Regions from separate parts of the Pan troglodytes genome. Here region 2 is linked to region 1. Evidence: chromatin contacts called from public Hi-C data. All regions are on one chromosome and are shown on one strand. The core of a region is the stretch at or near the end of the contact, and the rest is flanking DNA. Distances in the headings are between cores, read along the strand shown.

Region 1 (5,099 bases), core at 2,546-5,045:
CCGCGGGGGGCGGAGGGAGGGAAGAAGGGCTGGGGCGCCGGCGCGCGGCGGGGGAAGAACCGGGGGGCGGAGAGGGGGCGCGCTGACGTCTCGCCGGCTTAACCTGTTGCTCTCGAGACTGCGTCGGAGCCCGCAGGCAGGGCCGCGGGAAGCCGGCCGGGCCGCCGCCGCCATGCTCGGCCGTGTGCGCGGTGGGGGGCGCCCGCTGCAGCTGTGCGCCGCGCGCCCCCTCCCCGGCACGCCCACGCCCCCGCCCCCGCTCCCACCCCCGCCCCGCGCGCTCTCCCCTCCCCGCGTCCCGCAGGCCGCGCCACCCCCGCGCCCCACCCGCCCTCCTGCCCGCCTGCGAGCCGGCCCGGGTAGCCCGGTGCCCGCCTCGCGCGCCCGCCCAGAGCCCGGAGTATGCCCCCTATAGGCCGCGCGCGCGCGCCCGCCTGCCCAGCCCCGGCCCAGCCTGCCGCGACCCCCGCGCGCCGTCCCTTTCGCAGCCGGCTCGAGGACGTCGGGAACACCGGCTCTGCTCCCGGTGCATTAACTCGTGCCGTGCCTCCCGCAGCCGCCGCCAGCCACGGGCTTGCATCCGGACGCCCGGACTCGGAGACACGATCCGCTGAACGCCCGCAATAAGAAAGAAAACCCACCCCACGCTGCTCTCCACCTCAACGAGGTCCGGAATGGGAGGCGGGGTGCGGTTCTCGTCCAAGTTCTACCCCATTTGCTTTGTGGCTGCATCCGAAACGGACGTGCCCCGGGAAGGCGTCCACGCTCCAAGACAAGGTTGCCTCAGTGCAGTTTCTACAGCCCGAGTTTAAACTAGTCCTTTGCATTCTACCCAGCCCTCTGCAATGCGGATGTATTTTAATTCTTAAATTCTTTATGGAACAGCTTTCTAAGTTGGGCTTGATTATTTAACCTTGCATTTCTTTCACAGTTGAAGTTGACGTGTCTAGATAAGGATCAGCTCTCTTGAAGAGGCATTCAGCTTTTCCATTAAATATATTTTTTACAAAACCAGTGCCCCGAAGGTCATCTCTCATTACACACACCACAATGATCAAAAAGGGAAAATATTAACACCAATTTGTCTACCCAACTTAAATGAAACTTTCCTCTTACGTTGCATTATTCCTAAGGTATGTTCATTTGGCCTTTTTTGAAAAAAAAGAGTTATTTAATTTAAAGCATGCAGCTAATCACAGATCACTCGAGTGCATATTTGGTTAATCCCTCGGTCCCCCTTTCCTCCCTCCCCTCAAACTTAAAAAAAAAAAAAAGCCACCACACACAAAACAAAAACACTCCCCATGCCAATCAAAACGTAGCTGTACTATGCACAAAACAAATTTAACTATTCCAAGCCATTTAAATCTAGGAATAATCACCCAATTTCAGAAGCCCAGTTAACAGGGAGAAATTATTTGTAGTTACTTACATATGCATTCACGTACACACTTAAAAACATTAGCCATAGTGTGTGTCCTTTTCCCCTACAACTGGAAACCATGAATTTTTTAAACAAAACCAGCCTCATTATTAAAGTCAATCCCAACAAATGCATTCGCTGTAACATGATTCCCAACTGGTTTATGTTGCAAACCAGATAAGCCAAAACGACCACAGACATTAAATTTGATGTGCCAATGCAAAGAGAAGATCGCCATAATCGGACCCTCGATCGCAACTTAAAGGGCTTCCAACACACATGCGTTACACGATTTTTCCAAATAACATTAATAATAATAACACAGGCTCATTTGCATGCAAAGTGCAATACGGGGCCAAATCCGCTTGAGAATGCAGTTTAGTTACATTACCGCAGCCACCCCCCCACCTCAAGCTCCACCAAAATCCCTTGCCTTTCATCTAAAACTAGATTATGGTTGTGTCATTCGAGGTCAATTTATTCACTTGAGGTATCTCTACACCAGTCTGTTTTTTCAACCAAACTAGGCAGACACCACTTTGCTTGAAAAGCCCTCTTTCAGAAAAGAAAGAAACAGCCTTATCGGACGCTGTGTTTAAAACCCTTCAGCTGCAGAATTATCTATAAACTTGACATTCACAGCCATTGCTTAAAACTGCAAGTCAAAGGATGTGTTGTTAGGAGCACTTACGTATTTCTTCTGAATGATATTCCTCTTGGGTCTTTCCTTGCTCATTCTGAGATCCAAATGCTGATTGCAAAAGGGGACAATTGCTTCATGAATTTAAAGCCGTCAGAAATTTGCAAAAAAATATCCTGGTGGTTTTTATTGTTGTTGGTGGTGGTTGATCTTGTAATCCGACTTTTCTTCCTCTTCCCCCAAAGCCAGATTCGCCTTGAAATAAATCCGAAATTGGGAAGGAAAAAAAAAGAGCCAAAGACGAACGAAGCAAACAAAAAAAAATTCACTTTAGTAAAACACTCATAATGGAAAATTTCCCCCGAAACACATACACACACACACAAAAAAAAAACCGACGCCCTTCACTCCCCCCCCTTTTTCCTCCAAAAACTACATCAGCGAAACGTGAAGGTCCTTAGTGTCTGATCCGTAGTTACATCTTGGAAAAGAAAAGGGAAAGATAAATAAAAAATGTTGGAAGTCACGTTTGTGCTGCAGCAGCAGTGCGAGCAGAAGAGTCAACTCCAGCGGCGGCGGCGGCGGCGGCGGCAGCACCACAGCGAGGGCTCGCCGAGTCTCTTTTTTCCAAGCCCCCTAACCAATGAGAGAGAGGCTATCCAGCCCAACTTTAAATGGACTCTGCTTTTATACAAGTTAGGGCTCCTCGGATAATTCCCCGCCGGGCGCCAGCCGAAAACTCTCACCGCTCAGCCGCCAGGCGCCCGCTTAGCCTGGTGCCGACCGCCCCTGGCCCAGTCCAGGGCACCCCCGCAGCCTGGCCAACCAGACACCGGAGCGACCTCGACGAACCCCTCCCAGGCAAGCCCTCGGGCGTCGCTCCCACGCCGAGCCCAGGCGTGGAATTGAGAGAGGCTCCCTAGCTCAATGCATGGCACGCTCCGTCGCTCCACCTCACCCCCTTTCCCCTGCCTGCCGCTCACCCCACGGCCGCCCCACGCCAGCCCCCGCCACTGCCTTCGCGTCTACCTGCAGCCGGGCTGCTGGGTGGGAGTGCCCCAGGACGCCCGGCCCCGGGGAGAGCCGCCTATTCCCGGGGCACCTTAGAATGGTCCCCTTGATCTTCTGGAAGTTGTAGTCCCCCGACTACAAAATGGCTATGGCCACGGAAGCTGGGAACTACAATTCCCAGCCTGCCCCGCAAAGCCTGTCACTCAACTCCCCTCCCTCCTCCTCGCCCCCTCCCCCTCACTGGCCGTGCCAACAAACGCTTGGACGTGTCCCGCGTGCGACACTGCTAGAGGCTGGCTCGGGATTGGCCCGCGGAGCGTGTGGTCCGCGAGCGAGGAACTCCCCACGCCGGCCCTCCTCCGCCCCCCGGGCCCCGGCCCCCCTCCCCTGGCGGCCGCCAGCCCCCTCCCCGCGCGCCCCGCCCCCACCCGCGGCGCGAACCGCCTGTGGAATCGAGGAATCGCGCGCGTGCGGCCCGGAGCCGCGGGGGAGGGACGCGAGGCTTCCCCGGGGAAGGCCTCGGAGCGTGGCGATGAGGGGGGCGGTGTCAGGGAGGGGTTGGAGCCCGTCCTAAGGAAAACTGGGCCACGCACCAAGAGGAATCCTCGGTGCGAACTAGTTGATCGGCGGCGCCTGCTGCTTGTGCCGTGCAGCCGGTGTCACCTCAGGACAGCGCCTCGCGTCTGTGTACAGAGCGTGCTGCGGGCGCCTAGGGTAGTCCGAGGTCACTCCTCTCCGCGCCCCGCAGTCGCGCACGCCCCCACGCGCGGGGTGGGCGGCGGCCGGGGGTCGCCGAGTGGAAAGGCCACGCCCCCCCACGCCCGGGCTCGGCACGCTGCCCCTGGGTCGCGAACGCGCCTCCGCTCGACCCGCTTGGAGGACGTCGCTGGTGGCCCAGGAGTGAAGCCCCGGCGGCTGCCTCCTGAGAAAAGATAGCCGTGTTTAAAGAGACTGAACGGGATCTTTGCTTTGCCGGGCGTATTTTGTGATAAAATACCACAAAATGTTGAGACAAAAATGAGTGGAATATGGAGACCGAGCCGCACAGACACGCAATTGTAAGGAAACATCTCGAACACCGAGTGCCAGGAATATCAACTGTCCGGGCCACGCAAGAGCCTGCTTTTTACCTGCCTCCAGCCCCCTGTCGTGCTGGTTTAATCGCTGAAACAAATGAAGTAGCAGGCCCTGGCATAGCGCTTTGGGCCTTCGCCTTATTAACAACTTTGTCAAGTCTTGCATCGCGATTCTGCCTTGTTAATTTCCTTGTTTTTCGCTGTGGTTTTGGAGAAGCAATGTTTTCCGTGATCTCTCAGGCTAGCCTCGGAATAAAACGTGGCAGAAGCGCTCCCGCGAACACATACGCATATATTTTATTCTACCTATTCCCTAGAGTCTGCTAACTTCAAAAGTCTAGATACTCACACAGCTGTTTACTTGCAGCAGTATTTGAAGAGATAACCTTGGTGTCTAGAAAGGTCTCAGAAACTGGAGGTAAGAGACCTGGATTCAAATCGCGCCTTGGCCACTTCCCAAAAGGCAACCGAGAGCCTCTCTGAGCTTGTCAGTTTCCGCATCTGCAAATTAGTGGTGATCAAACCTGTGGGGATGATTATGTGATAAATAACAGTAACCTAGTTTAAAACTAGGCACGTTATTGGAAGCTTTCAGTAAACGAAATAAAAAGCCTTTTCGAGAGGGTATTTTTCTTATTATTTTTACCTTTTCAAAAAATCTGAAATGAAATAATTTTATCTAATGTTCACTTCACAATTGGAAAAATAAATGATCTTTTGTGCCCTGAATACTGCAAAACTTGTACGCTGGTGCCATTTCCTGGGAAGGATCCAATGGGGCAGACTACAGTAGGGCCACCCAAGGTGTTTTCTAAAAACTTTCTGATCATTAGGACTGGCATACTGGGAATCTCCACGTCTCCACGTTGTTAAGATTTTAACCAGCTTTCTGTAAGTTTAACGCAGATACTTCATTCCCTAGGCAAATATTAATGAACAAAGGTGAGTT
Region 2 (4,996 bases), core at 1,402-3,901, 140 kb before region 1:
TAGATAATTATCTATATAAATAATATCTATAAAATAATATCTATAAAAAACTATATCTTAAAAAATCTATTTTAAAAATCTATATAAATAAATAAATTAGAATAAATACACGCACATGCCCCTCCCTCACAGTACTACAATGTCAGGCAGTGAGAAATGCTGTGCAGACAGACTTCATAAGGTAAAGCGCTAAGGAGTAACAGAGGCAGGCACCCTTTTTACTAGAATGTTCAAGGAACATTCCGGGGTATGGGGGCACTTAAAGGGGAACCTGAAACATACAGAAAGATCAAGTCACATAGATACCAGAAGGGAGAGAATTCTCAATAGAAGGATCAGCGAGAGCTAAACAGAGTATGCTTTGTGTATTTAAAATACCAGGAAGAGGGACAGAGACAATGAGAACAGAGTGATATGGGGGCCCAATCAAGTGGCCAGCCATGAGGATATTTCGCTTTCACATTAAGAGGATAGGCAGATATGCCAGAATCAGAACAGAGTATAGCACAGCCTAATTTGCATTTTTAAAGGTTTATGCTGGCTGCTGCCAGGAGGAATACAAAGGCAGAAGCTGAGCGAGCACAGGGAGGCTGCAACATAACCTAAGCTAGAAAGTATGACAACGTGGAACAGGAGCAGTAGTACAAGTTCAGAATCAAAAGGTACTGTGAGTTTCAAACAGGTTCACTAAGGACTAGTGAAGTGGCTCACACCTGTAATTCTAACACTCTGGGAGGCCAAGGCAGGAAAGAGGATCACTTAAGCCCGGCAGTTCGAGACCAGCATGGGCAACACTGTGTCTATTTGCTGGACATGATGGCACATGCCTGAAGTCCCAGCAACTTGAGTTCGGGGGGTTGGGGGGGGGGGTGTTAAATGGGGAAGGAGCCCAGGCTGCAGTGAGATGTGATAGCCCCCACTGCACTCCAGCCTAGGCAACATAGCAAGACACTGTCTCCAAATAAATAAATAGTAAAACAGGTTAGCTAAAGCTAAATGCAAAAATCTGAAAAAAGAAGTAACAGATGACTCCAAGGTTTTGGCCACCACAACTAGAACAAAGGAACTGCCACTTATTGAAAAAGGGAAGAAGGGGCAAGCAGAGAACAGAAGCAGATGAGAGACCTCACAGATAGTTGGCTTTGGGACATCTTAACTTCATGAGGCCTATCCAAAAAAAAAAAAAAAAAAAATCAAAGTGGGCCAGGCACAGTGGCTTAAACTTGTCATCTCAGGACTTACGAAGGAACAGCAAAGCCCAGGAGTTCAAGATCACCCTGGACAACACAGGGAGACCCCATCTCTACAAATAATTTAAAAATTAGCCGGGCGTGGTGGCACCCACCTGTGGTCCAAGCTACTCAGGAGGCTAAGGCATGAGCCTGAGAGTCGAGGCTGCAATGAGCTGTGGTCGACCCAGTGCACTCGGGCCTGGCCCACAGAAGAAAATCCTATCTCTAAAAAATAAAAATAAAAAAATAGGTTGGGCACGGTGGCTCACGCCTATAATCCCAGCACTTTGGGAGGCTGAGGCGAGCAGATTATCTGGGGTCAGGAGTTCGAGACCAGCCTGACCAACACGGAGAAACTCCATCTCTACTAAAAATACAAAATTAGCCGGGCGTCTTGGCGCATGCCTGTAATCCCAGCTACTCAGGAGGCTGAGGCAGGAGAATTGCTTGAACCTGAGAGGCGGAGGGTGCAGTGAGCCAAGGTCGTGCCATTGCACTCCAGCCTGGACAACAAGAGTGAAACTCCATCTCAAAAAATAAAATAATAAAATCAAAATGCAGCAGTCAAGCAGGCAGGTGGTGTTCAGGAGATGTTCAATCACAGTAAATGCTGCTGAATGGGCAATTACACCCCAGAATAATGGAAATGTGGCTTGGGCAATCATTACTGACCTTGATAAGTGGCCCAACGTGAGGGGTTTAAAGGTGAATGGCAAAGGAAGGCTGGGGGATATTAATATGAATATAAATAGAAGGGCATGGAGACAAACCTTTTAGACATTTTCTTATGGGGGATTTTGCTATAAACTAAGAGAAAGATACAGCAGGCAGGAGATGCAAGAACAAGGGAGGCTTTACTTTATTATGGGAAAAATAAGAACATGTTTCTACAATGGTGGGAATGAACCAGTAAAGAGAGGTAAATGATGAAGGAGGGATAATTTCCAGTGTGATGTCATGGAGGGGGAGTTATTAATTTCATCCGCAAAGAAACTAGAGAGACCCTTATAGAAAGAGCTTCAGCTTAAAAAAAAAAAAATCCCAACCTGGGCATGATGATACATGCCAGTAGTCCCAGTGTCTCAGAAGGTGAGGTGGGAAGACTGCTTAAGCCCAGGGGTTTGAGGCCAGCCTGGGCAACATGCAAGACCCTGTTTCAAAGAAAAAAAAAAAAATTCTAGACTACAACAAATTTCCATCCATTTGCCTTCCCCACTTCTTTGAAACTGAACTCCTATAAAAACTGGCAAAAGCAAATAGGCTGTAGCAAATAGGCCCAACTAGAGCTCAGACTGCTCTCCCTCCCTTCTGTCTCCCTATACAGACCACCTCCTCCGCCCTATAGCCCTACACATACAGACTCCACTACCCAGGTGACACTACCTGAGTGCTGTGTCCCTCCTAAAGTTGTCCAGGATTGGATGGGAATGATGATGTAATCAGGGAAACAGAGCCCAGCTCACAGAACTGACAAAGGAGGCGGGCTGAGAGAAAGAGAGGGGCAGTGGGTGTCAAACACAAAGTGACCCGAAAGAGGAGCACATTAACCTCCTCAGGCACCTCCATTCTTAACGCTCCAGGAAATGCGTGCAAGCAGCCATGCCTACTAGGAAGCGTGGCGCCTCACTGTCACTTAAATTGGATTTCTGGTTCCAATCAGGCTTCAGCATGATCCATTCCTTCCAGTTAAGTTTCTCATCAAGGCTCAAAATTCCTCATCTGTAAAATGATGAGTTTGACCTATATACTTCTAAAAAGACTCTTCCTGCTCTAGCAGTCCTTAATTTTGCACACCACTCCTTTGGCGTCAGACCAGTACAAGTGACTTGGCCACGGAAACCGGCCATTGCAGCCATTTGTCCCACTAGATTATGACACCAACAGTCCAGTCAAATATTTGCTGACCCCTGCCACCCCAAGGTCTTGCTCAGAAATCTCTCGCATCTTTCAAGACCCCTTTGCAAGGCTCATGGATATACAACTTTTCCTGTATCTTAGGACTGGGTCTCTGACATCATCTGCCTCCCTGCTAGCCTCCTGCACTCACCCATACACTTGTTTGGGGTTTTTGGTGTGTTTTTGGTTTTGTTTTTTGAGAAAGTCTCACTCTGTTGCCCAGGCTGGAGTGCAGTGGTGCGATCTTGGCTCACCACAACCTCTGCCTCCTGGGTTCCAGCAATTCTCCTGCTTCAACCTCCTGAGTAGCTGGGAGTACAGGCGTGCGCCACCATGACTGGCTAATTTTTGTATTTTTAGTGGAGACGGGGTTTCACTATGTTGGCCAGGCTCATGATCCGCCCGCCTCGGCCTCCCAGAGTGCTGGGATTACAGGCGTGAGCCACAGCACCCGGCCCCATTTGGTTGTTAAAGCATTTATCCTACAGTATTTTATCCTGCTTCACAGATTTTAAGTTGCACCTATTTTTCTCATGTTAAAACATGCATCTCATAATTAAGCTGTCCCACATTCATAATTGGAAGCACTGTTTGGTTCTTGCTTACTGATACGTAACATAATGGTGCATCACTCAATGACATCTTAGAAGGGATGAAATAAGGTATTAGGACTTGACCAAAATAAGCAACTTGATCTCAGTTTTTATACCCACAATGCCTCCCACATAACAAAAACTCCAACACTTACAAAATGAAAATCTGAGAAATGCCCCACCTACATCACTACATCAAAAAAGCAGCTGAAAGACAAAGAGCCCAAGCCTTCTCGCCTTTCCACAACAAATGTAGCTTGCTTTGTAAACAAAAAATAAGTTGTTTTCAACAACATTGAAGCCCTTCATTTCACCCAGCTTTCTTTCACGCAGAGTGTGTCCTCACATCAGGGGACACAGGAGAGGAAAAGAAAAAAGTCTGGAGGCCAGGACACAGGAGTGTTAGAGAAAACTCAAGCTGCAACTGGTCTCCTTACAGCTCGCAGAGGAGGAGACTAGCACACAGACATCAACACTTCGGTAAAGCTGAAGCATAAACCACTGTTTTTTTTTTTGAGACAGGAGTCTCCCTCTGTCGCTCCAGCTGGAGTGCAGTGGCACGATCTGGCTCACTGCAAGCTCTGCATCCCAGGTTCACGCCATTCTCCTGCCTCAGCCTACAGGCACCCGCCGCCACGCCCGGCTAATATTTTTTTTTTGTATTTTTAGTAGAGACAGGGTTTCACCATGTTAGCCAGGATGGTCTCAATCTCCTGACCTCGTGATCCACCCGCCTCGGCCCCCCAAAGTGCTGGGATTACAGGCGTGAGCCACCGCGCCCGGCCCATAAGCCACTGCCTTCAGAAGAATATAATAATAATAAATGATAATGATAAAGTAGGCACCATCTCTAGTACAGCTAGACCTGAAAGTTTCCAGCAAAAACAGAAGGGACAGGTGTTCCCCTTCGTAGAGGGAAGGTCACTTTATACCCCAGACACTCATTTCAAATATGGCCCATAAATAAACTTACATAAATCAGACCATGTGACCTGACATTTTTTTATTTTGACTCACAAATACGTTTTTATGACTTGTGTGAATATATTTTGTGAACAATGAATTCACAGTTGGGCCCACATTTCATTCCACACACATCAAGAATCTTTGGAAATGACTGAAAGATTCTGAAAGGAGTTCAAAATTATATTTCTTAAAGGGGGCTTGGGGGGTGTTGGCTACAGAATGTCCTACATCTGCGCTTCCAATACTGGTCCTTGGCTACAAATTGGCAGCTGTTGCCAAAACATCCATGCACCATCCGTCCAGTGAGTT

The links. A called contact is a pair of places that touch in the nucleus more often than the background predicts.
Region 2: a Hi-C map of induced pluripotent stem cells shows a contact between it and region 1, with 2.0 times the contacts expected there. The contact joins the enhancer-like site here to the promoter of JARID2 in region 1. A contact is called at or near these places in 2 of 7 Hi-C or Micro-C datasets (induced pluripotent stem cells and stem cell-derived neural progenitor cells), 1 of 1 datasets of contacts at active chromatin or transcription factors (stem cell-derived excitatory neurons) and 1 of 1 other capture datasets (stem cell-derived neural stem cells).

What each region holds. Positions count from the first base shown.
Region 1 is chr5:21,205,715-21,210,813 of NHGRI_mPanTro3-v2.0_pri, reverse strand. JARID2 (jumonji and AT-rich interaction domain containing 2) reads right to left here and starts at 3,795. Exons shown (of 19, transcript XM_063812119.1): 1 at 3,668-3,795; 2 at 2,115-2,318. The coding sequence starts at 2,159. It overlaps LOC134810170 (a long non-coding RNA gene), which reads left to right and starts at 5. Exons shown (of 2, transcript XR_010157570.1): 1 at 5-191; 2 at 557-886.
Region 2 is chr5:21,342,531-21,347,526 of NHGRI_mPanTro3-v2.0_pri, reverse strand. The region is part of intron 3 of JARID2 (jumonji and AT-rich interaction domain containing 2); the gene reads right to left. Among named protein-coding and RNA genes, the nearest start is that of JARID2, 140 kb to the right of the region's middle. Within about 2 kb of position 2,651, at least 2 of the 24 cell types and tissues checked have an H3K27ac peak or open chromatin away from gene starts, as enhancers often do. A contact at or near this core is called in induced pluripotent stem cells and stem cell-derived neural stem cells, where this site is marked.